Regions from separate parts of the Mus musculus genome. Here all the other regions are linked to region 5. A link is a contact called in public HiCAR-type and promoter capture Hi-C data. All regions are on one chromosome and are shown on one strand. The core of a region is the stretch at or near the end of the contact, and the rest is flanking DNA. Distances in the headings are between cores, read along the strand shown.

What was found. Promoter capture Hi-C pulls out the DNA fragments that hold promoters and counts their contacts. HiCAR-type assays count read pairs that join an accessible place to other places.
Region 1: a contact with region 5 is called in a promoter capture Hi-C map of erythroid cells, with 15 times the contacts expected there. The contact joins the promoter of Fbxo22 here to the promoter of Acat1 in region 5. A contact is called at or near these places in 3 of 39 promoter capture datasets (erythroid cells, liver and pre-B cells).
Region 2: a promoter capture Hi-C map of erythroid cells shows a contact between it and region 5, with 15 times the contacts expected there. The contact joins the promoter of AY074887 here to the promoter of Acat1 in region 5. A contact is called at or near these places in 3 of 39 promoter capture datasets (erythroid cells, liver and pre-B cells) and 1 of 484 Hi-C or Micro-C datasets (B cells).
Region 3: a contact with region 5 is called in a promoter capture Hi-C map of erythroid cells, with 23 times the contacts expected there. The contact joins the promoter of Etfa here to the promoter of Acat1 in region 5. A contact is called at or near these places in 2 of 39 promoter capture datasets (erythroid cells and pre-B cells) and 1 of 484 Hi-C or Micro-C datasets (liver).
Region 4: a contact with region 5 is called in a HiCAR-type map of astrocytes, with 2.9 times the contacts expected there. The contact joins the promoter of Wdr61 here to the promoter of Acat1 in region 5. A contact is called at or near these places in 3 of 39 promoter capture datasets (erythroid cells, liver and pre-B cells), 1 of 484 Hi-C or Micro-C datasets (pre-B cells) and 1 of 115 datasets of contacts at active chromatin or transcription factors (astrocytes).
Region 6: a promoter capture Hi-C map of pre-B cells shows a contact between it and region 5, with 3 times the contacts expected there. The contact joins the promoter of Ireb2 here to the promoter of Acat1 in region 5. A contact is called at or near these places in 4 of 39 promoter capture datasets (the 3T3-L1 cell line, erythroid cells, liver and 1 more).

Annotation. Positions count from the first base shown.
Region 1 is chr9:55,207,446-55,211,838 of GRCm38.p6, reverse strand. Fbxo22 (F-box protein 22) reads right to left here and starts at 2,904. Exons shown (of 7, transcript NM_028049.2): 1 at 2,651-2,904; 2 at 2,348-2,486. The coding sequence starts at 2,787. Ube2q2 (ubiquitin-conjugating enzyme E2Q family member 2) reads right to left here. Exons shown (of 13, transcript NM_180600.3): 13 at 4,310-4,393.
Region 2 is chr9:54,948,543-54,952,513 of GRCm38.p6, reverse strand. It overlaps AY074887 (cDNA sequence AY074887), which reads left to right and starts at 1,560. Exons shown (of 1, transcript NM_145229.2): 1 at 1,560-2,270. The coding sequence starts at 1,675. The coding sequence ends at 2,073. It overlaps Hykk (hydroxylysine kinase 1), which reads right to left. Exons shown (of 5, transcript NM_177351.4): 5 at 2,590-3,971. Psma4 (proteasome subunit alpha 4) reads right to left here and starts at 1,655. Exons shown (of 9, transcript NM_011966.3): 1 at 1,611-1,655; 2 at 406-432; 3 at 131-173. The coding sequence starts at 408.
Region 3 is chr9:55,509,075-55,513,540 of GRCm38.p6, reverse strand. It overlaps Etfa (electron transferring flavoprotein, alpha polypeptide), which reads left to right and starts at 1,298. Exons shown (of 12, transcript NM_145615.4): 1 at 1,298-1,510. The coding sequence starts at 1,472.
Region 4 is chr9:54,732,012-54,736,265 of GRCm38.p6, reverse strand. It overlaps Wdr61 (WD repeat domain 61), which reads left to right and starts at 1,717. Exons shown (of 11, transcript NM_023191.3): 1 at 1,717-1,791.
Region 5 is chr9:53,607,823-53,612,205 of GRCm38.p6, reverse strand. It overlaps Acat1 (acetyl-Coenzyme A acetyltransferase 1), which reads left to right and starts at 1,856. Exons shown (of 12, transcript NM_144784.3): 1 at 1,856-1,993. The coding sequence starts at 1,931.
Region 6 is chr9:54,861,167-54,865,302 of GRCm38.p6, reverse strand. It overlaps Ireb2 (iron responsive element binding protein 2), which reads right to left and starts at 1,548. Exons shown (of 22, transcript NM_022655.3): 1 at 1,407-1,548. The coding sequence starts at 1,425.

The DNA.
Region 1 (4,393 bases), core at 1,655-4,154, 1.6 Mb before region 5:
GAGTCCAAAAGAGCAAAGAAGAAAACCCACACAAGACAGCATGGAAAAAAGACACCACACTCAGGGCTAGCACACTAAAAATAAGAACCAGGGTTTGGAGAGATGGCTCAGCATTTCGGAGGACTGCTGCTCTTTCAGAGGACAAAGTTCATATAGATCACAATCAGCTCTAAGGGATTCAATGCATTCTTCTGGCCTCCACGGGCATGTGCACACGTATACATATTGAGATACACGACAGGCAGACAGGCAGGCAGGCAGGCAGGCAGGCAGGCAGGCAGACAAACAGACACACAGAGAGAGGAGGGGGAAGCACGAGTGCGCCAGGTTTCCAGACCCCTGGGAGCTCTCAGAGACTGAGCCACCAACCAAGGAACATACATGGCTGGACATACACAGCAGACTGCATGCAGCTCAGTCTCCAAGGCTAGCTAGTCTGGCCTCAGTGGGAGAGGAAATACCTAATCTGGCAGAGACTTGATGGTATTTGGGGTGGGGGTTGGGGGAGGTATGTATGGAGGGGCCCCCTCTCAGAGGAGAAGGGGTGGGTGGGAGGAACTCTGAGCCAAGTTTCTCACTGACGATAAGGGAGGTGTAAATATGAACATAGAGGAAGTGGATGTACCTAAGGCAACTCATGTGTCCCCATGCACTGACAGAGATACAGCTCCAGACACACATAAAGTCATCACCTCTCTCTTCATCCAATGAGTCAAATGCAGCTATTTTTTTTTAAAATGGGGGAGGGGCCGAATCTATGCTATATTTACAAACTTTTTTGTCTTTATTTCCTAATATAGTCTACATTTATACCTTATATGAGGTATAAATAATCTAGAAATTTGAATTTAAATAAGGGTGGGCAATATAGGTTAACAGAATACTATACCACTTTATAAGGAACTTGAGCAGCTGTGGAATTCAATATGGTGCATCGACTACCCTGACAATACCAAAGAACAATTGCATATGCATATACATACACACATATTCCTGTCTAGGCTAGAGGAAGCAAACCCTTAAAACAGTGAGTAGACTTACACAGTACTGACCTTAGAGTCTAAATTAAATACCATTCTCCACTAAAAGAAACCAAGACTATTAGTGAAACTACTAAGTTCTTGAATGAAGCAGGTGAAATACAAGCTGAAGACAACTGGTGCCAAAAGAAAGGTCATCCCTAAGAGACAATAAAACTGGCTTGAGTGCTCACTAGCCACACAAAGACTGTGTGAGTACCAAGGAGAGTCTAACAGTAACAGGTACAGCTCTACACAAGAGACCAAGCGTATGTATGAGTGCTGTGTGAACAAAGTGGAAGAGAATGAAAAGTAAGTTTCAAAGCTTCTCTACAGACAAATACTTATTAACTGCAACAGGACAGAAAATTTAAAGGCAGAAGTTTCTGGCAGACACCTCTTAAATCAAGGAATTTAAGGTAATGGGATAAAAAAATCTAATAAATCCCAGTCACACTCAACTTGTGCCTTGAATTTTCTTAAGTGTTGGGGCTGGTACAGAAAGTCAGGTTGGAGAAACATACAAACCAAAGGAGCGCGCCTTTCAGTTACTCATTGGGAACAGAATCAAATCCTTCTGCTCTTAAGAAAAGCACTGGGGCACTTTGGCTCCCACACCAAACATTAATCAAGAGAGTGGCCTACAGATTTGTCCACGGGTCAATCTTTGGCAGGCACTTAACTTGAGTTCCCTCTTTCTGGATCAAGTTGAAAACCAAACTCAACACCAAAAGAATCGACACATACATCAATGATAACTTCCCAATGTGGAGACTATATTGTGGTTAAGTAGAACATTCCTATTTGCCTATTATACATACTAAGCGATAATAGGGCATCAAATTGGCAATTTCCTCACGAGGGCCCCTGCCACTCAGTGAGATACTGGAGATTCACTATCTATCAGCTCTATAATCTGTCTTCACCTCCCTGAACACTGACTCTCCTGGATCCAGGGACAAAAATGAGAAAAGGAATGTGGTTTACGTATTTAGGTAGAAGTTTTAGTTCTTCCGGTTCTAGTGTGAGACCCTGGGCAAGCGATACCCAACACCTTCATTGCAAAATTGAGGCAAGTTAAGGAAGGCTCTGTACGGCCTTGTAATAGTGGACACCTGGATACTTCAATTGCCCAACATCTAATAATGACTAAACCGCAGTACGCCCCTACAAAACCTGACGTTTACTACAAAAGCCAGAATACGAGCATAGGTTCTCCGAGTTAACGAAAGCAAGGATATGTATCACAATCTTGATTTTTTAAAAAGTTCTCCAAGATGGCCCACCAGTCCTGCAAGTGACTGTCCAACGCATAACTCCATACTTGCCTCAAGCGCCTCAGCTACCACGCGCACCAAGCAATGTCCCTCCAGGTGGCCCGCTTCAGCCACACCCGCGGAGATCCAGGTCACGCTGCGATGGGTCCGCAGCACTCTGCGTACACACTCCCTCCACAGGCGGCATACTCTGGGGATGCAAAAGCACAAAGGGTTGCCGCCGGGCGGCCGGTTCCCACCGTCAGCAGCCTCGCAGCGCCAGCTAAGCACTAGGAAACCCGGGCAGAGGTCCCGGCAGAGGCGACCCCGCCACCCTCCGGGACGAAGGTCTCCTCCCGCCCCATTCGCCCTCACCCGGCTACCCGAAGCAGCGCTTTGGCCGGCAGGAAGGTAAACACACGCTCCACCACCTCCGCAAGGTTACTCAGCACGTAGGTGCTTCGCGGATCTGTGGAGGAGGAGACGCCGCCACCGCCGCCTGCCGGCTCCATTCCTCGCCTACCGGCCCGAAGGCCCTACAGAGTCTCAGGGGTACCGGAGCGGCCGGCGCACCACCTACAACCCGAGCTCCCTGAGCAGGCGCGCGCCACTTCCGGTGGGCCGCTTCCGGTACTGGACACGCCGCTGCGGCGGTGCACCGGCCTGCACAGTTCCGCCCGGAAGGGACCGGAGGCAGCCTGGCGTTTAAGCCGGCTGCAAACACTATTTGGTCAATCTGGTTAACTCGTTAGGTCTTAAGTTTTAAGCGAGTAGACATAAATAGCACTCGCCATTCTTTGGCACTATTAATTGCTACAGAAAGCACATGCCAAACCAGATAGATATTTTCACACAGGAGCCATTATTCTTTGGCTCCTGCTGGCTCTTCCCTGCAGGGCTACATACAGAATCACAGGGGATGAAGCCCAACACCATACATTCCCGAACCACAAATGAAAGAACAGTAGAGGCTGCTTCATTTCAACTGAATAGGTTGTCTCCTGACTGAGGGGCACTTTGTCCCCAGCTACTTGGCCTGACCTGGTGCTTCTTGTTTTGGCTTCTAGATCTTTTACACTGTGATAACCCATTAGAACATTTTGAGCTGGACAAGATGATGCATGTTTGCATCTAGCAAGCTGGAGGCAGGAGGGTCAAAAGCCGAAAACAATCTAGACCCTACTGCAAAATATGTAAGATAACACAAAAAAACATGAACAAGCCCTCAACAAGCAGCAGCCACTTTACTCTGGAAACCTTAAGACTTAAGTAGCAAACATGGACGCATCATACAGTCTCCAAAACACCACGATACACTGGGAATGTGTGAAAACTTCAATGCTTCCCGTTAATAAAAAACCCCAGCAGCTCTGGGCTCTCCAGGAGCCCTAAATCCTACTTCTAGAACTTCCAAACTGCTCTGTGGCTCCACTCTTCTCACCAGGCACTGGTTGGGGTGGGGGTGGGGTGCGGGAACATGTTATGACGACTAGGGAATGAACACCAAGGGTCAGTATGTTTAAGAGGAGGACTTCTGAACATTTCCTCAGCTAAGGCAACCTTCAGAAAAAACAACTGTTTCTGAATGAAGTAGGGAGGCTGTACATGGAGACATAACATTCAAACCAAACATGAAACTGGCACAGGAATTTCAGTCAAGGAAAGAAAAGGCTTTCCTTCTGCTGAGATTCTGATGAGATCTACAGATAGTGGTGTGTATAGAGGCCTTGAGTGTACAAGAGGAACTGTGCTAATAGTACCCTAAGAACATTAGAGACATTAATTAAAACAGCACTAGAAACCCACATGTATTTGAATTTAAAGAACGCAGTAAGGGAATGGTTAAAGAAAAACTGAATACACTATGTGTGTACACACCAATTCTAGGTTCCCTATCCCTCTCAGTATCTTCATCTCCACTTCTGAAACCTCCCCACACCCCATCTTCTCTTTAAACAGCCTACACTAGAAATTCAATATAGAGCCTATAGACGCCTGAATTATAGCATCTCATAAGAGGGAAAGGTGACAAACTGATTTTTAAATGGTTCTTTATTCATAAACTTGATGCAAGTTTACAAAATTTACTGTACATTGCCAAATAAATCTGCAATGAAA
Region 2 (3,971 bases), core at 311-2,810, 1.3 Mb before region 5:
GAAGTCAACTCCAAAATGTGTGTAGCTAAACGTCACACTAGACCCCAACACTAAAAATATACTACTTAAAGCAACAACCACAACAAAATGCCCCAACCTTCTTTGGAGCAGGTTAAATCTTCTAATTTACCTTCTGGAGAAAATATTGTGGTCCTGGAGTCATATCTTCGAGACTGCAAAGGAAAAACAGAGATGATGCCTGTTCACTGACATACGCCAACTTCCGGATGTCCATGCATTGGATACAATGACACCCTGGTGCTGAGTTCAGTGGAAAGAAGACGGAAGACCCCATTCAACTCCCTCTACCCCTTTGGTTTCATTTTCTTCCATGTCAGGCTGTGAGCTTCAAACAAGCCATAATGTTCCCAGGCAAAAGTTAAAGGAAACGTGTCATGAACTCACCATGGTTTCTGAACTTTATGTTGATTCCTGTGAAAAGAAAACAGGATCATTAATAACAAAACCCCCACAATTTTAAGAAGTGTCTTCCACTGTTAATACCACTTGATCCACACCATCACTCAGCTAACATGAACTGCACCACCACTGGGACCTATACAGATGCTGGGCCACCACAATAAAGGTAAACCATGGTGTCCTGAAAAGCTCAGAATCTAGCAGCCAGGTATGACAGACAAAGATTATAAAGCAACATGGAAGAGACATTCAGGGTGGGGAGGGAAAGCAGAATCGACAGCAAGTAAGATTTTAGGAAACCAATACAGATAATGAGAGTAAATTAGAGGTGGGAGAGGCAAAGGTAAGTTGAAAAGCCTCAAGTCAAAGAAAAAGAATTGTGAAGGGGTGAAGGAAGGGCATTCCAAGTAGAGCAGGCTGAGAAAGGTTAACAAAGTGGATAATTCACATGGTCCTAAATTTGGGGGTGTAGGGGTTAGGTGGTAAACCTGGTCCTTATTTCCGTTTCTTCGAAAGACAGCAATGGAAACTCTGCCTTAGTAGAAAAATGGCAGTTCAATTCCTATGTTGCCAAATGGGATATAAGGAAGGCATCGTGGCTGGAAAGCTAAGCAGACATTTGAAGGGTCTGCGCGCCCAGATGTTAGAAAACACCTTTATCTTACTTAAGACCGCTTCACCGACGGGCTGGATTCAAGGACCACGGGAAGTGACATTTTAGAAGAGTCGTCAGGCCTAAGGAGAGTTAACCTGCCAGGAGTCGGTTCCAACATGTAGGAGAAACAGAAAGGTGGCCCTGAGCACAGCAGCCAGGAGGCCACGGCGGGTTTCGGATTCGACTGTGAACACAGCTACCTCCACGCCTGGCGCCGGCGCTACAAGACTTGGACTTTCCCCCGCAGCGCCACTTTCCCGAATTGACTCTCTGGGCCGCAGCCGCCCCCACCCCTCGCACCGGCCCGGAGGGTCTCAGAGCCCAGGCGAGCCGTCAAGGCCCCGCGGGGATACCCGACGGCGGCCGGCGGGGACCAGTCCCTGGCAGGCCGGTCACCGAGGAGGCGGGTGCAAAGTCATCGTGCCCACGGCTCCTCGGTGGCGGCCGCGGGCCTGGGCCGTGGTCTCCACGCAGATGGCCCCCGCCCGGGAGACAGACACCTCGACTCCGCGGCCCCTAAAGGACTGAGCCTCACCAGAGGAAGACGGTGAGGGTGCAGATCAGCGCCTCTTTACTCAGCTGGAGAAGAACCAACCCGGATGGCCAAGCATCCGCGGCGAATATGGCTCCCGCGCGTGCGCAGGACTGCGAGGGGGCGGGGCGGGGCGGGAGGACGCGGAAGTTCTCCCAGTGCTGGGGCGGGCTCAGTCTGCCCACGTGGACTGTGCAGAAGCACAACCTCGGCTTTGGCTGCGGTCTGTATTAGAGGAGGACTGGAGGGAGGAGGGAAGCGTCTATACCGTGGAGAGTGGAACCAGATTCCTCCTACGCTTTGCACTCCACTTTCGTTTTCTCTTCTGTACCATTCTAATGGAGGCCAGAGTAGCAACTGTATAGACAAATCAAATCGTTTACTCTTCCAGTCTTGCCCCTTAACAGTTTTTCCTTTGTTCTTCCTCTTAGCCTCATTTTCTCCTTTCTCAGATCCAACTCTTTAATTGGGATAACTTTTGTTCTAAGTTTAAGACTTCTCTTCGCCGGGCAGTGGTGGTGCACGCCTTTAATCCCTGCACTTGGGAGGCTGAGGCAGGCGGATTTCTGAGTTCGAGGCCAGCATGGTCTACAGAGTGAGTTCCAGGACAGCCAGGGGTACACAGAGAAACCCTGTCTCGGACAAAAGAAAAAAAAAAAAAAAAAAAAAAAAAAAAAAAAAAAAACGAAAAAAAGACTTCTCTTCATCCATTTCTCCTTTCCAATCTTACCTAGTTTTTGTGCCTATGTTGGGGGTTGAAGAGCTAGTGGGTTGACTATGTACAGGGCCTTTGTCTTCTGTGTAGGCAAAACGGTTGGATCTGGGTTTCTTAAAGGGGGAAGCTTAGAAATTTAGTTGCATGTAGACGGGACCTGGCCTGTACTCAGGACCTGGTTTGCCCTGTAAATTCCAAGCCAGCCAGGGATATATAGTGAGACTGTTTTAAAAATGAGAGAGAGAGAGAAAAAAAGACCAAAAGGTAAAATATCCATACAATGCAGCATATATTTAATTTCAAACAGAAATTAGCAATATTTGCAATAGGAATTTAGTGGAGAATCTCTCTTAGCAAGAACAATCAAGAGAAACTTGCAGAGTTCCATTGTATAACAGGATAAACACTGATTTGGAATGAGACCCAAGTTCCAGCCCATTTTTCTGGTCCTGATTGGCCAAGTTAAATAAAAACCTCAAATATGAGTATCCTAAGTGTTTCACATGTGAATGATCTCATGTACTGCCCCCATGTGTGTGGGTGTGGGTGTGGGTGTGTAAAAACAAGGAAGGAAAGGCAGCAGGATGGGATTTTGTAGTGATTAGGAACAGGGGTAACAGCCCAAAGACCTAATTCAAGATCTAAGCCTGAGCTCCCTTCTAAAGCAATAAATCAGCTTTTCAAGGCTCTATTTCTTTATTTAAAAATGGAGATTAATCATCAGAATATCTTTGTGATTCTGTTCTGGATTAAATGAGGTAGTGCATGTAAAATAACATTCAATAATCATTGTAGTATAGTATATTCTACTGAAAAACTAATGAAGCAGGAAAGACAAAACCGCTCCAGATTTGTTAACCTAAAATCCTGATTTGTGAAAGCAGCAGGGCTCGATGGCTGACTGTGAGAAGGGCAAGCAGCGTGCCACACCAATATTTTGAGTGTGCGTAACCTGAAATATGATCCATTATTTAGTAACTATTTATTATGCCTCTACTATGTGCCAGAGTCTATGCTAAGAGGCTGCCATAGCCTCTTAAAAAACCCTCACAATTGACTCTCTAAGTACAAACATTATCTTGCTCTAAAAAAAGAAAAGAAAAGAAACGAGAAAGGAAAAGAAAAGGGAGACATGGAGAAGTTAAAAATAAATTGTATAAGTAAATTCAGAGAAATACCTAGTTTGGGAAGTTTAGACAGGTAGATAGGCAGGCAAACATCAGACAAGAGTTATAGTATCAAAGCCTACTCACATAGACGGATAACTACTAACAAGATGTTTAAATAAATGACTAGGGGTCTAGACCTGAGTCATCTTTAGAAAGCATGTGGTTAAACAAAAGAATGCAGTGAGTGGTCTATGCATGCCTACAGTCCCAGCTACTGGGTTGCATGGGCAGGATTATCATGTGAGTCCAGGATAACCATGCGACAGCTTGATTCCAGTATGGACAACACAGTGGAATCCAGTCTCAAAACAGAAAAGAAAAAAAAAAAAATCCCACCCTACAAGAATAAGTAAATAGCCACTTAGACTAGAGAGACATGAAAAGGAGCCAGTAAAGGAAATACTGAGATAAAACTTAAGCCAAGTATGCAATGCAATGATCTGCATTTTTACAGAATCTTATAAAAAGGCAATCATTAGT
Region 3 (4,466 bases), core at 49-2,548, 1.9 Mb before region 5:
ACACTCTTCTGTCTTCCAAATGAGTATGGTGATTTGTTACAGATCTGGGCCATTTTCTGTGTTTTACTTTGTACCGGCTCTGCTCTGCCCATAACCATCATGCCCTGTGGGCACTGTGCCTCTACAGGGCATGGCTGCTGCTGCTTCGCTGGAGCCTAGGATGTGCCCGAGACATCTCATGGCAGGAGGGAGGATTCTCTCCTCTTTGGTGTTTTGCCTTATCATGGAGGCAGGAAGGAGGTAGTTCATATCTCATTTAAAAAATTTTTTAAATAAAAATACTCCTTTTGATTTTTACTTACTCTTCTTTCTTTTTTCAATAGGACTTAGATTTGAGTCTAGTGGGGTAGTTCTATTGGAAGAAGAAAGTGATGGTAAACAGAATACTAGTTGTCCCTCCCACGAACAGCTTAGGTGGGCACAGTCCCAGTCCTCCACAAGCGTGGTCTTGTATAAGATGGGTTCTCACTCGGTTCACAAAACTAAGAGAGTAAAGAAGAGAAATATTCACTGTAGGGGACTAGAGATTATTGTGAAGAAATACTATTGTGGGCTAGCTCTTAAAGGTGCAATTCACTCCTGAGAGGGCTTGAGTTCTGGGACATCCTGAGCAGCCCAGAAGGCAGGTAGATTGGTCGGTCCAAAGAGCAAGAGAGATTTTAACAGCCACAGGCACTGATGCCAGAGGATAGAAGTGAGTCTGACTAAGGGCAGAGAAGAGTATGGAGAAGATCTGGGTGGACCTCAAACCTGGCCCTAGGCTGCTGGGGTGGTTCATCTCCATCCCATTCTGCCTCCTTCTGTGTAGTTTGTACGATCTCCATTTCCTTCTAGAATCCAGCTCAAATATCGCCAACTCAATAGACCCTTCCCAGGAAGTAGCAAATAAATTATTTATATTATTTATTAATAACTTTTTGTTTTGTTTTGTTTTGAGTCTCCTAAGGTCCCCAGGACTGACACCTAATTAATGCACGTTTACAATTCTCCTCACCTGCGACTATTTGGTTGGCACATTACACGTGCAGCGCTGACACTGGGCGTAAATGAGAGTGGAAAAGGACTGGAGTGAGGGGGTTCCCTTCGCGGGTGGAAAGAAAGCTGCGTACAACAGGGCAGTTAGTCCAGACAACGTTACCAACGAAAGTCCGAGACCGTCAGGGAACAGAGCCAAGCAACTGGAGGGCGTGGCGCGCATGCCAGCGTCTCGGCGCACACCCTTACCTTTGCCCTACTCCCAAGTCCCGCCTCTAACTTTCCGCTTTCCTCATTGGCTGCGTGGCTGCCCAATGGGCTCCCGGGAAGCGCGAGCCCCCGCAGTCCAGGACTAAGCTGTCAGCTCTCGTGCTCGCATCTCGCGAGCGTTCGGGTCTCTGGTAGAGGAGGCGGCGGCGGTGGCGGCGGCGGTGGTTCCCGCGCGCTCCGGGTCTCTGAGGCTGAGGGTACTGCGGGGCTGACTAGAACAGAGACAATGTTTCGAGCAGCGGCGCCTGGGCAGCTCCGGCGGGCGGTGAGTCCGGACAGGGAGGGCCGAGCAGGTGACGTCCGAGCCGCAGCCTGCTGACCCTGTCAGGCGAAGGTCACGGGCTCCCTCGACTCCCACCGTCCGCGTAGACAGTCGGTGCAGTGCCCGGGACGCGGGTCAAAGTTCTGGAGCCTTCGCCCTTGACCTCTTCCGGGTCACGCTGCCCCAACCCGGGTTCCCACGGCCCTGACTCTCGCGGGGCACTCTGGGGCTACTAGGTTCTCTCGCCTGGAGGGGAGCTGCGTCCCCCCAAAGGGGCCAGATGCCGCCGCGGAACCTCTTGGGGAAGAGTTCGAAACCTAGGCCTCCTGTGGCTGCCCTGGACGCCCACTGCCAAGGGCAGGGGCGGAGTGCTCTGCGGCTGGGCTGGTGAGACCGGGCTGAGTGGAGGAGGGGCTGGGACGTACCCGCCTGGGATCCAGTCCTGAGAAGTCGCAGACTGATGTTGCCTCAGTAGCCTTGGAAACTTGGTAGTGGGGACTTTTTCCGTGGTGACAAAGTTTACCATTTGTCTGTTTTTCGAGGACTTGAAAAAACAAAACAAAACTTTTTTTTTCTTTCTTGTCGGGGTGCTGTAAGGGAATAGCAGTTGAAGGCTGACCAGTTCCAAGGCAATAATTTAAGGAGCTTGTAGATTTTTCTAATTTACATTAAGATTGCTAGAGAAGCAATATCAGCAGCCTTGGCCTGCAAGTTATGCAGACGTTTTGTAACTTTTATACGTACTTTTTATTTTAGTGCCTTTTACCCCAATCACCACTGAGATTTTTTTCTGTCTGGGATACAACTTATGGGCTTCTTGGAAGTTTGAAGACTCCCCCCCCCCCACTTTGAATGTTGCCACTCCTTGTTAAAAAAAAAGTTAAAACACATCGTTCAGGATCCTAGCCCATCTTTCTCCCACGAGATTTTTTTAACCTCCTTTCTATAATAAAAGAATCAGTAAGCAAGTGAAGGCCATGGCTTTTGGGGGGGAGGGGCGGTTTCCAAGCAGCAGTACCTGACTTGAAGATCTATACAGAACTTGCGAAGCAATTTTGTGCATAGGTTTTATGCTCGGCCTAATTGTGGTAAGGAGAATTTAGAATTTGGTGATTTTGTAGAACTAGTCGGGGGAAAGTCCAAGTACCCAGTATTTATACATAGGCAGCATTGCCAAACCTTTGTTGTGATTTGCCAAGAATTGTGACCTTGGCCTATTTTTAAAATTAGAAGTCAAGGGTAGTAGAGTACTGTCTCTAAAGTCATTAATATTTTTTTTAAGATTTGAATGCAGCCGGGCGTGGTGGCACATGCCTTTAATCCCAGTACTCGGGAGGCAGAGGCAGGCGGATTTCTGAGTTTGAGGCCAGCCTGGTCTACAGAGTGAGTTCCAGGACAGCCAGGGATACACAGAGAAACCCTGTCTCGAAAAAAAACAACAACAACAACAAAAAAAAACCAACCAAACAAACAAACAAAAAAAGATTTGAACTGCAAGCACGAAACAAATGGTGTGAATATACTCAAATAGACCCACACACACATATTCTATCTTCTTAAAATTTAAAGTAATTACAAGTTTACAGAAAAGTGGCCAAAAAAAAAAAAAAAAAAAACACCAAAAAACCCCAACCTCACCATTTCCCAGAACCCTTCCTCGAATTTCACAGTGCGTTAACAGTTGACACATGTTTCATCTCTCAGTGTACACCCATTATAGTACAACAAAAACAGACAAATCACTGATTGACAGCACGAACACATACCCGAGGTAGCCCAGTTCCTCTGGTTTTCATGCTGATTTAGTCTTTATTAGAAAAGTTCCTCAGCCTTTCAATTTGACATTGGCATTTTTATGGGGCACAGGCCTTGTGTAGGCCTTGTGTTTTGTAGACTGTCACCCAATTTATGTCTGCCTGACATTTCCCTCATGACTGCATCCTGTGTATCCTATATTGTTGTCAGGAATCTCAGAAGTGATTTGGGCTCTCAGTGCATTGTATGAGGTGGCACACAACACTGTATGTCCCACTAGTAAAGATCTTAACTTAGGTTACTTAGGTAATAAATTGTTTGCCAGGTTTCCCCAATGTTAAGTAAATACCCTCTGTGTAATTTGTAACTAACCCCAAAGATAGAGTGAGACTCTGTAAAGCTGGTTCTCACAGACTTTCACATACTAGTTTTAACACATGATTGAGAAATAACAGACGATGCTATAAAGCCAAAATGGTTTATCTCAAATCTCTGCTCTTTTTTTTTTTTTTTTGCATGTTTATGTTTGTGATGTATTTGTGTTTGCAGTGTGTAGGTGCAGGTGTGTGTATGAGTGTGTGAAGCATGCAGGAGTTGAGTATTCTAGCTGTTGAAGTTGCCCTTAAGTCAGGGATTTCAGGCAGCCAATAGATCTGCTTTAAAAAAAAAAAAAAAAAGAAAAAACATGGGTTCTGAAGATTCAAACTTTTTTCCTCACACTCGGCTGGGCAAGTGCTTTATCCACTGAGCGCTCTCTCCAGCTTGTACTCTTAAATTAAAAACAAACAACCAACCCCAAAACCTCTGTAGCTATGATTTCTTTAAAAAACAAACAAACAAACAAACAGACCCAAGACATGTTTTTACTAATGACATTTTTACTACCCAAGCCATTCCAGTTTCAGCTGATCTGTGTCACTGAGCAATGTCCTTCTGGAGGAAATCTTCAAAGTCATCTGAACGAAGGTGCTTTTGTTTATTTTGTCTTTTGGAGATAAGGTCTTGTCTAGACTTGGCTGGCCTAAGACTTATAGTAATCCTCCTGTCTCTGTGTATCAAATATTGGTAGTATAGTCACTCTGTTAGGACACCCATCAGTGAAGGCATGTCTACCAAGTTATACAGCTAGAGAGTGCACTCAAAGAAAATAGTCTAGAATTTGCAGTTGGTATTCTTTTTTTTTGTTTTGTTTTGTTTTTTTGTT
Region 4 (4,254 bases), core at 468-2,967, 1.1 Mb before region 5:
TCTGTCCAAGCTCGTTGGAAAAGCAGTAAGCCATTTTTTAGGAAGAACCAGAATCCTGGGGCCATGGCCTTCCAAAGAAGGACTGGGTATACTTTCAGAGCCTTTCAGGACAGGGCACACAGCTCTGTCACACCCGCTGTCTTCAGTTTTGCTTGATTTTATTGTGAAATCTTTTCATTGTCTTTTGACCTGCAAGATCACAACTCTTCCTACAGATGTCTCAGTGATGCACAGTTACTCTGTCTCCCAGATTTGCTCTATAACACACATAGAGGAGATCTAGGAACTTTGATAGAAAAATAATTATATTTTTATTTCTCTTAACTTCTAGCAGAAAGGTGATGTTTTTCTTGATCACATATGTGCACAATAAACCAGGAGGCATTAACAGTAATTGACTTGGTCACTAAATCAAACCACAGTATTGTTCCTATTTTATTACAACCACTGAAGATAATTCAAAGCATTGTGTATGTGTATTGATACTTTGAAATCACAGACGGTATTAGATCTGTTGAGCTCAGGTAGGTGTGTTATTATTTTGCATATTTATGGCTATTTTGATGGAATTATTTCCCTTTAATCCTATGTGGATATTGATCCATTTATAAATATTATTCTGAGGCAGGACTCATAGTCTTGATTGCATGTCAAAGACATTCATTGTACATAAGAGGCCTGTTATTCTTGCTTCACAGTAGACCATGCTAATGACCTCATGTGCTTGGTGCTCTGACAGTAGAGAGGTGAAAGGTAGGGGTTTAATATAGTCTTTGAACAAGCATATCTGGAGTTCACATCATAATTATTCAGTCACTGAAGAGCACACGAATAATTCAATGTCCAAATTCTACTGGAATTCTCTCAGTTCTCTGTTTGGCATCTTGAAACAGCACTCTGAGGTATTTTTCGGCTTTGAGTTTGAACGACAGAGTTATAGCCAGGCCTGGTAGTGCAGGCCTGTCACTCTAGAGATACTGGAGACTGAAGCAATAGAAGCAGGAATCCAAGGACTGCCTATGCTACAGAGTTACAGAGTAAGTTATAGGCCAGCCTAGGCAATTTATTGAGAACTTGTTTCTAAATAAATAAATAGATGGCTGGGATGTAGGCCAGCAGGAGCATGCTTGCCTAGCATAGGCAACATCCTGGGTTTGAATTTATGCGCTATTAAAAAAAAATATATAGGGAATGGCTCAGCAGATAAAAGTGGCCGCCTTCAAGCCTGATGACTTGGGTTCCATTCCTGGGCTCCACGTGACAGAGACAACTAAGACACTCAAGTTGTCTTCTGACCTCCATTTCTACACCATGACATGTGTGCACACTCCCATACGTGCACACAACTTTTAACAATATTAAAATGTGGCACTTTAAAAATTACAGAGCTAGGTTGTTTTAGAAAACCTTTATTGTAATGATTTTCGAGCTTTTTGCTGTGGGAGATGGGGGGCGAGGCTGGGCTGGAAAGGAGAAGGAAAGAAAAAGAGGACGAAGAAAAAGCGGGGAAAAAAAAAAAAAGAAAGAAAAAAAAACAGAAGAAAAAACGAACCCGGGAAGTCATCAGAGAAGCTTTCTGAAGCCTGTTAGCAGCAGGCTGCCCTAGGTACTCCCCGCCCACTCTCCCTGGCTCCACCCTCACCCCAACCCCGCACGCCAAGGCAGCAGGGGGGCGCTCTGCCGGTCCCGCCCGCATCCCAGGAGAGGCCCCGCCCCTTCGTTAGCTCATCCACGAGCGCCACGGTCGTGCTCCACTGACGTCAGGCGTGCTGTGCGGCTGGCTGTACGGTGGTGAGTTGGTGTGCTGGGCAGAGTTGGGGAATGGTGGTCTTTGGTGCTGTTGCCTACTAGGGCGAGAGGGCGACTGAACCGGGAGAGTTGGAGGCCACCACAGCAGGTTTGTTCACGGAGGCTCCAGGAGTCCAAGGGTGGCTTTCGTGACTCTATTTAACTTGGCTAGTCCGCGAGGCACGAGTCCCAAGGGCAGACAGAAGGCCCATAGGTGGACTAATTTTGCTCCCAGATAATGTTTTGTGCATCCCGGAAATGAGGGTTGGCTTCTTTGCGGGGTGGGGAGGGGAGTAGTTTCCCCTTAGATAGAGGACTCTGGGGAGGGGAGTAGTTTCCCCTTAGATAGAGGACTCTCTTAATACCAGTCCTATAGTAGTTAGCCACGCTGTTAGGTAGCAAGCTTCACGTCATTGAACACTAAGCAGAGAGTGAGTTCCTTTTATTTCAAGTACCATGTGGTATGGTGCGTTACAGACGTGCCTGAGAAACTTTCATAGACGCATGGGTTAGTCTCTGGGAAGCCTGAAGAAGGACCTTTAAATCCAGCCCCGATAACTGGAAATTTTCCTAAAGAGAGAGATGGCATAGAGGCCTCTTGGGATTCTCTTGGTTCTGAAATTACCTGTCATGAGACATGTCTTAGTAGTAGGAACTGTGTATTTACCTACGCTTCCGTCAGCTGCTCTAAGCCTCTCTCTTCTAGCCAGAAGAACGGAGCTAGTAAGAGTGCCTACTAAACGGCGTTAAGGAAGGTTCAGTGAGCTAATCTGTATAATAGTTAAAATAGGATCTGATGCAGTACGTCCTCAAAGGTTCAGCCTGATGGAACTGCACACCCTATTTTGAGGGTAGCTTTTTAAAAGTTGACTCCCTATAAACCTTCTTACTTGTAAAATTGTCGTTTTTCTCTATTGCCAAGTGTGAGGTTCGTATGGGCAGAGAGGAGGCAGTATCACTAAGAGGGCTGGTCTTCATGCAGTTTGTGTCTCAACTTGTTTGAGCCAAATTGTCAGGAGAGCTTTCTAGTCTGGGCAAGGTCCTGTTCTTGAGTCACAAATCAGTAACAGTCACAAGTCAGCACACCTGATTAAGATCTCTTAGGCCAGGACTATTTAGAAATCATGTGTCTGTCTGAGTTTCTGTTCTTGGTAAACATTTGTTAGTCTTTGGTTTGCATATTTGAAGCAGGTAGCATGAGCCCAGATGTCTGAGCTGTATGTACGGCCTGTTAAGTGAGGATGGAACTGAGGGGCTGTGAACATGGATTAGAAGACAATTCACACTCTTATATTTGTTAATTTCTAGTTGAAATTTAGCATATTCTCCCATTATGTTATATTCTCACATAACAAGTATTAAATATGACTTTGTTAACGGCTTTAGCGATCACAGGTGTTTTCATATCAGAATGTTGTGATGGGATTGTTGTTTGTTTTGAGACAGGGTCTTGCCAGAAAGCCAGGCTTAGTACCTCCAAACAATTAGGATTACGGAACTGCTGGCAGGATGTTGTTTATGTCCTGAGGTTGCGGCATCTTTTAGACTTGCTGATTCTTATAGAATGTGATGATAAGGAGCCATGTGTGTTTTGCTCTCATAAGTTTGGTTTTCATGTTTTGACAAGATTGTTTTCCACATAGAGCCTATGCCTAGATTCTGTTTGTGAATTTTCATACTCGATTATATTTATTTATAATTTTAGAAGATGTGCAGGGTGTTGAATCTTTTGAGTCACGTGATGCCCAGTTCTGAGTTCGCTTCTGCCTTGTTTCTGCTCTCACTCTATGAGAAAGTGTCTTTTCTCTGGGGTTTAGTGCCATGCCTTCTCATTTTTGTGTTTTGGTTGCTTGTTTGGTTTTGGTAGTGAGCCCGTGGTGAAGGTAACCCTCTGGCATGGTGCCGGAGTGATAGCCCATGTTCTTGCCCAGTGCAAGAAAGCTGTAATGAGTCTTAGAGAGAAAAATAAGTATTTTAGATAAGCCCTGTTTAGGTTGAGTTCAGTATTAGTGAATTACTAATGTATGGTCAAACAGAGTCATATGCAAACAAAACAAAGCAAAACCATAGCATGTGATTACATATTGAGCACTTGACAAAAATGTGTCCCAGAGGCTTTCAGTGGCCTACCTCTGAGTCTCCAGAGGAATGGTCTGATACTGCCCACTAGTGGTAACTTTATAGAACATAGTTACCACAGAGAGTGAGCACATACTAGGTTTTCTTTCTAATGCTGTGTATTTTATGTATTTGAAAACAACCAGAGAGAAGGTTTAAGTTTTGCAAGTCTGTTAGCTAAGTGGTGTGCAAAACATACCAAGGCCTTGGGCACGTAAAGGCACTTACTGTCACGCCTAACACCTACCTGGGGAAGAACTGAGTTCCACAAATTGTCCCTTGACAATTTGTGCAGGTGAATACACGAATGCACACATATCCATAAACTCAATGTATGGGCGTATGTGT
Region 5 (4,383 bases), core at 607-3,106:
AAAACCATGTTGAAGATGTGTAGGCTTCTTATAGAAGCCCATCCCAAAGCTTTGCCAATCACCCAAGACATTTTGATATAGTGAGTATCTTAATGAGGAAGGCACACCCCCACCATGCAAGGAAACGGTAGGCTTCATAGTGAAGAGATAGCTTAGTATACTTGCCTAGATTATATGAAGACCTGGGATCAATACCCACCTCTGTTGCCAGCAATCTAAAGGTGGACATTGGAGGAGTAGAACTTCAAGGTCATCTTTGACTACCTAGTGGGATTGAGTGCATCCTAGGCTACATGAGACTCTAACTTGAAAAACAAAACAAAAGTGGGGCTTATGGTTCAGCAGTTAAAAATACTATCAGCTCTTAGAAAGGACCTGGGTTCAGCTCTCAGAACACAACAGACAGTTCCCAACTACCTACAACTTCAGTTTTAGGAGTTTTGACGCCCTCTACTGTCCTCTTCAGGCGCCTGTATGCACTTGGTGCAGATACACAAAGGTGCATATACACATACACACACTTTACCCCAAAAGGGTCTGGGAAGATGATTCAGTGTGCAAAGTGTTTGCATCACAAGAAAGCGTTTAGAGCATCATCCATGTAAAGAGCTAGGCGTGGTGGCCCTTGATTGTAGCCCCAGTTCCATGGATGGGTGGATAGGGTTGAAGGAGTAGAGATGGTGGCTTATTAGCCAGCCATTCTAGTGCAAGGAGAGATAGACCCTGTCTCACAAAACAAACAAAAACAAAACAAAACAAAAAACACCAAACAAAAAGCAGCAGAGAGTCTCAGAGGGAGTTATCTGAGGTTTACCCTTGGCCTACACAGGAGTGCACACAATTACATGAAACAAGTCGACTTGAAGTAAATTGTTCAATTTGTATGTTGTGCCTTTTGTTTTACATCAAGGAAAATTAATGTCACAAGCAGAAAGATCTGCTATCCCCAACTGAAGATTCAAAGTCAGCAAATGGCCTGGCATAGTGCTTTTAATACCAGCACTAGGGAGGCAAAGACAGAAAGATCTCTGTGAGCTCAAGACCATCCTGGTCTACATAGTGAATTCCAGGATAGCCAGAGCTACACCGTGGGACCCTATCTAAAAACTAACCAAACAAAACCTAAGCAAAACAATCCTCCAACTAGCCTTAGCAATGGGTTACACAAATGTGAGAATTATCATGTAATATCAGTTAATGCACTGTTTCTGTTTTGTTTTAATTATTTGGAGACAGGGTCTCCGTCTGTAGTTTTAGTTGTTCAGGGACTCGCTATGTGGACCAGGCTGGCGTCGAACTCATAGAGATCCACCTGCCTCTTTCCTGAGTGTGTCCCATCACACCCAGCCTGCGGGGAGTTTCTTTGAAAGTTGATGTAATCTTATTATTACTCAGTGAAGTTTAGATAGTAATATGTATTTTACTTAGCATCCTACAGAAAAACAACTTCAACATTCTTTTAACGTAAGAAATTGGTTTATTTGTATTATAAATGAATATAATGGGAATTGCTGGAAACATTTACCAACATCCTTTGTCTGGGTAATACAGTCACCTGATCAGGCACGGCAAAGTGAATGGAAAGTCTCGGACTGCACGAAAACTACAGGCATCTGGAGGCAGAAACAACTGGCATCAACAATCAACAGTTTAGCGTGCACCACCTAGGTGTCAAGCCACGTGGTCATTAGTCCTTTTTTTTTTTTTTTTTTTTTTTTTTTTTTGGTCCAGGAGAGCCTCAGCTCAGTCCTCGGGCCAAGCGCCAGGCCCCGCCCTCTGGCTACGGGCCAATCGCCGCCAAGCGCAGCGATCTTGGACTGCTATTGGAGGAGAGGGTCGGGGCGGTGCCCGCCACGACGTCGCAAGCTCTGCGGTGGGGAAGTGGAGGCCGCGGCGCGTCTCTCTGCCCTTGACAGCCTTTCGCGTCTCCATGGCTGCCCTGGTGGCTCTGCACGGCGTCGTCCGCAGGCCTCTGCTTCGCGGGCTGCTGCAGGTGAGCAGGGTCGATTCCGGGGGTGGGCCGGGATCGGGGAGCCCACCAGCCGCCCGCGAGGTCCGTCCTCGTGGGCCACAGCGCTCAGCACCAGCGCCTTGGGGATCGAGTGCCTGCGCCGTCGTGTGTCAGTCCACCTGTCAGTCTGTGCTACTGTCACGCTCCGCATCAGCTGTGCAGCAAAGCTTGGGCCTGACCAGGCGCGATCCCAGACTGCAGAGAGCTGAGTCTCTCTGTAGGCCCAGGAGTTTCTAAGACGTTTTTGTGACCTTGTGATTTCCTTTTCCTTGTTTTTTTGTTTGATTGGTTTGAGTTTTGGGGTTTGGTTTGTATTTTGTTCCACTGGTTTTTCTGTGGAACCCTTGCTGCCCTGGAACGCTCTCTCTCTCTCTCTCTCTCTCTCTCTCTCTCTCTCTCTCTCTCAAGATCAGGCTGGCTTCGAGCTCATTGGTCTTCCTCCACCTGCAGAGTGCTGGGATTAAAGGCATGAACCACCACCTGGCTAATCATTGGTTTAATTAATTGTCTTAATCAGAGCTCAGGCACTATATGGCAATCAGAAGATTGTCTTAAAACTAACAAGATGGCTACTGAGACAGTACAAGAAATAATTTTTATTTGAAGTGAGTGCCTCGCTTCTGATGGTTGTGTTCGGCGAACACTTTGTACTTTCCAAAGGTGACATTCTAGACTTTGTCGGTCAGTCTTTAAGAGTCTGGAGTTAGGTTTGCGTGGTTTTGTTTCTGAGAAAATCAGGGTTCGCCGAAACGGGTAGTTCTGGCAATAGGAGCTGAAAGAGAGCATTGCTCTGCAAGAGATTGTGAAAGAATAATTGAGGGCCCGAGGCTTGGAGCTGGAAGCTGAGGGCAAACAAACTATAAAATGAATCTTACTTGAGTTGCTGCTCGGGCAAGAGGAGCTTGAGATCAAGGATTTCAACCCACGTGGGCAATTTGGAGATACCCAGTCTCCGAAAGATAAAAAAACAATAAGTACTGGGTGACTGCAGTAATAGGAAAGCCAGAGGGATAGTCTATTTTCTCATCTGGAGATGGGCAGAACCTCACTCGTAAAATAAGTGTTCCCGGGGCTGGAGAGATGGCTCTGTGGTTAAGAGCACTGACTGTTCTTCCAAAGGTCCTGAGTTCAATTCCCAGCAACCACATGGTGCCTCACAACCATCTGTAAAAAAAGGAATCTGATGCCTTCTTCTGGTGTGTCTGAAGACAGCTACAGTGTACTCATATGCATAAAAAAAAAAAAGTGTTCCCAAGAAAGACTCGTGTGCCTTTTTCCTTCTGACCCTTCCTTCTCCTCCCCTCCCTTTTCTTGCCTCTCTCCCCGCCCCAGCCCCACTCTCCTTCCTCCCCCTCCCCACCATTACTATTACTCTCTTTCTAGTGGTTTTGCTAACTAGGTCATCTGACTTTGAACTCCTCACTCCCCTACCTCAGCCTCTGGATTATCTGGAATTGAAAGAGTAGCCATCATGCCCAGAGGAGTTCTGGATGAGTAAGTAAGTTTCGCGAGGATGGCTGGAGAGAGGTCCATGAAATTAGGTTAACTGGGATTCTGGATAATGTGCCTGGACGAATTAATTAGATAAGCCAGGTAGTCAAGGTGTGTAAACAGAAGTGTGCAGAGCCGGCTTAGTCTACACTGGAGGCTTTATAACCAAGTGCAAACTATCTTCTGCATGATAAAAGTGAGTCTGAACTGGTGTAATGGAGTCCATCTAAATGTAATTCTGCATTGAAGAAGCTGAGGCAGGAGGATTGTGATTTGAGGCTACCCTGGGCTGTATAGTGAAAGATGGTCTCAAAACAGGGCAACCAAAATAAAATTGATGTATAGAAATTGATATAGAACTTGGGTCTGGAGGAGGGATTTCTGTACAGTATCAAATGTAATTTAATGATCAATGAATCCCCTACGCTCTTAGTCCTAGATTTGGGGCCTTCTCTATCTTCTTCTTCTCTGGGTCCCAATGACCTAAATTTGTCTCTTCCCAGCATTTATTTTTATACTGTCTAGTTGCCTGTGTTCTGGGCTCTTTTTACCACTTGTAGGTTATGTAGCATATGCCATGTGCCCATCTCCCCTTTATGTTGGGTATTCCTCTACTCTAGAATGGTCTCCAGAATGCATGTTCTTTTTGCCTCTTCATCATGAGTTCTGGAATTAACAGTCGGGTGCTTGGGACTGAATCCAAGTTCTCCAGCCCAGTTCACCTTTTTGAACTCTAGAAAAGATTTTTTTTTTCTTTTTTGTGGCTTTTCCGAGACAGGGTTTCTCTGTATATCCCTGGCTGTCCTGGAACTCACTTTGTAGACCATGCTGGCCTCGAACTCAGAAATCTGCCTGCCTCTGCCTCCCGAGTGTAGAAATGA
Region 6 (4,136 bases), core at 299-2,798, 1.3 Mb before region 5:
AGAAGAAAAAGAACAAATGCCTTTCATTAAATACATTCCATCAAATACATTAAGTACATTAACTACAGTTACCAAGAACCTTATTCAAAGAGAAAACACCCAAACTTTTGCTCAGCAGAACTCTGTGTGTGATGGAAAGCTGATGGGAATATTGCACATTTGCATTACCCTGCGGGGCAGCTACGAGGGCCACCTTGAACCATGGAGGCAGTGATGGAGGTGCTGACTGTCCCATACCACAGACACAAGACTCGTCTCCACGGGACTGCAAGGGGACAATTCTAAACCTCGACTCTTGTCAAACAGAAACTAGTGAGACAGACAGCTTTCTACCTTGCCTGTTGACACAGGGTGTTGTCACTGTATCCCAGAGTGGACTTAACCTCACTGGGCAACCCAGGAGAGCCTGCAAGTAGAGGCAATAATCGCCCATTCTGTCTCCTGAATGCTGGGATTACAGCATTACCCACCCAATGGCTTTTCAATCTTAGAAATGTTAAATGTCTGCAAAGAGACCATAAGAATGGTTTAAATGATGTACAAGCATTCAGAAATCGTGCCCTGAACATGCTTAAGTACAGAGATAATGCTTTGACAAAACCATTGTTAGAGGTTCAAAAGGCAATTAAAAATCCAACAACAGAACACTAAAGATGATTTTTAAAGTGACCATCAAAATATCTAGGTAAACTGGCACATTAGATTCTACTAAGAGATATACCCTTAATGGTTATGCACTAATTGAATATGCCCCCACTCTCAGTGTTGTGAGAAAGGGTGAGGTAGATAAAAATTCATTATGCGGCCTCATTACTTGGATGGGTGAGACCCTTAAACATTGCTCTAAGATCTTCTTCCAAAACCAGAAAAGACAAGCACAGTCCATTCAGAAAGAACAGTGTTTTTCTTTTGTGGAGGGAGGTGGATGGGGGAGGAGACTGCAACAAATGATCTGGGAACCGGCTAACGTTCAGCCTCGACAGCCCCTCCACTTCCAGGAGCAAAGAAAGGGAGATCCCAGGATGCTGGGTAGAAGGATCAGCCAGCAGAGTGAAAGCCAAACAAGGGAGCCAGGTCTTCCGACACTCAATGCTCACAAAAGGGGGGCGGGCAGAGAAAGACGTGGGCTTGTCCCTGCCCCAGCAGTTCCTCCTGGGGGCCTGGAGGCTGCAGCCAACAAGCAGCGGGCCCCGGCCAGGGGCGGAATTAGCGCTCCGCTGAAGAGCGGGACGCGCGGGCGGGGACGCCCGGCCTTCGCGGCCTCCGCCCCGAGGGGAGAGAACGACCAAGCCCTGAGGGCCCGACCGCCCCCCCGGGTGACCGTAAGCAGAGCACAGCGAGGGCCACGGATGTACAGCAGCGCACGCCACCAGCCGCCAACGCTAAGGCGGCGGCCGGGAACTGACCTGCACTTGGGGAGTCCATCGCCGGAGACCATATTATCCCTGCGGGGAGGGGGCCAGCGGGGGAAGGAGGGGGAGGCCAGGCCGGGAAGAGAGGGAGGAAGACGGGCGGACGGGCAGGGGAAAGGAGGAAGGAAGCAGTCTCGCGCAGGCACCGCGAGAGCCGCAGAGCTGGCCCGGGGTCCGCGCTCGCGGGATTTGCCGGCTAACTCTCGCGAGATCCTCGGACCGGCGAAACAAAGAAAGAGCGGGGCGGAGCCAGCGGGTAGGCGGGTCTCTGCGCAGCCTCTGTTGTTCTCCAGAGCTGGAGGTGGGGGGGCGGAACCCTGGGAGGTTAGTAACTTTGACAACGGGACGCCATAGGTTCCGTTACTTTCTTGTGGGCCCAAAAGTATACCGTGAGGTTTTGAGGTCCCGCGATGTCTGCAGGACTGTCTTGTAGGAAAGAGCCAGGATTGGGACTCAAGTTCTCCCTGCATGGTAAAGCCTTGTGTTAAGCCGTGATGTAATGAGGCGCCCACTCGTGCATTCTCAAGAGAACAAGGCCGGGTTAATGGGACACATAGGCAATCGACTAATTGAATGAATTAAAATGTCCATACTTTCCTATAACTTCAACCTTTCTCTTCCCAGGAGCAGTTAAACGTGATGGTGTCCTAAGTTTCTCTCTGGCCCCGCCAGGGAGAGTCCTTATGTCTTCCCTGTCTTGTCTTTTGGTTAGCGGACTCTTTGGAGTTGTCTGGTTTGCCCTTTTCTTCCCCACTCCTATCCCTTCTCAGACTGGTTTCCACTTCCAAAAATGCCTGTGATAAAGGTAGGCATAACTATTTGCTAATACCCCAGCTCTTGCTTTAACTGTTTGTTTAGTATGTTTGCTAAGACAAACTGTATTAGCTTCCATAATTCCAAAACTATTCTGTACTTCCTGGCCTCCAAGCCTGCTTCATCCCAGTCTCCTCTACCAGGGCCTTTCTCTGCCCAGCTATTAAGTGTACTGTCATTAACTCTATCTCGTGACATGAGCTTTGCACCAGATTTCATTTCCTCTGGCTCATTCATCTGTCTATTGGCTCCAGCTATCCGTTCATAAGCTGATGCTCTCTAGCCTACCTACAACTCAAACCCATCTCCTAAGCTTAGAGGAATATATCCTAACGCTTGTTACCACAGGCATCTCCTATGCAAAACCACCACCACAACCACTGCCACCCAAGCCAGTGACTGAGTCCTTATGTGTCTGTCACCTACACCAGCGAATGCCACCGCCTAAGCACATACCAGCACGCTATCCTTGGCTCCTCTCTTCCATTACTGTTTAGAAGTCCACTTGATCCACTGGCTTCCTGACCTTAACAACTGTGACAGTCTTCTCAGAAAGTCTCAAGGGCATGACTATTCTCGAAATCATCTCCATGAAACTGAAACAAACTAGGAAGGACACAGTAACCAAACTCACATACCAAGAAACTGAGTCTGGATTTGCGATGCATTCAGATGGAAGCAAGAGCTCACGTATAACTTCATTGTTCACGAGGCTGAACTGAATAGTTCTGCTTCTCTTGAAACAACACTCCTGTACACCGTTGGCTAACCCTTACTCACTCTTTCAAGACTTGGGCTTTTCTTTTTATGTTTTAAAGATTTATTTATATGTGTATCTCAATGTTAGTGTATGTCATGTGTGTGCAGGTGCCCAAGGAGGCCAGAAGAGGGTGTTGAATCATCCTAATTACCAACCTATCTCTCAAATCTCATGGTTTTCACTAGTTTGAGCTTTTGAAAATTCGTTTGTTGTGGTTCTGGGGGTTGAACTGAAGTCTTCTACAAGAGCACAAATGGCCTTAATTGCTAAGCAATCTCTCCATCCCCCCAGGACAGTCTCTCATACAACCACACTACAACAGTTAAATTCAAGAAATTTAGCACTAGCTGGGCGTGGTGGTACATGCCTTTAATCCCAGCACTCAGGAGGCAGAGGCAGGTGGATTTCTGAGTTTGAGGACAGCCTGGTTTACAAAGTGAGTTCCAGGACAGCCAGGGCTATACAGAAAAACCCTGTCTCAAAAAAAAAAAAAAAAAAAAAAGAAGAAGAAAGAAAGAAAGAAAGAAAGAAAGAAAGAAAGAAGGAAATTTAGCACTGGTACAGTACCATTAATATTTACACTTTATGCATTTGAAGAATCAGCCCTATTAATATTCTATAATCAAACATTGACATCATTTACAACCAAATTTTAAAATGTTGCCAATTGTTTCAATTGTTTACCTTGTTTTATTTATTTGTTTTGAGATGGTCTTGCTGTGTAGCTCTGGCTGATTCCACATTCACCAGACAACCCCAAAGGGACACTAGGCTGCCCACGCGTGACAAACGTGGCTCTGGCAGGGCCTGCCCTTCTCCTTCATTCCCTCTGCCTTGTAAAACTGTTAGATTACACTCCTAAAGCTGGCAATCAAGGTCTGTTCCCTTATTTAGCTACTTCTTCCTCCTGAGGCTGACAACAAAGGTCCAGCTATTAAAAGATTGAAGTCCAGCAATCAACAGCCCCCTTTGGCCCACCTAATTAACACGCACAATTAAATTTAAAACCTCACCCTAACCCAGGGTTTCCCTTTTCCCTTTATAAACTGTCATATGCCTAGGAGGCTTGTCTGTCTGCTCTCCATCCAGAGGCAGTCCCCTGCTCCCCTCCCCCACAGACATGCTCCTTTCCCCCTTTGTCCTGCTCCCTT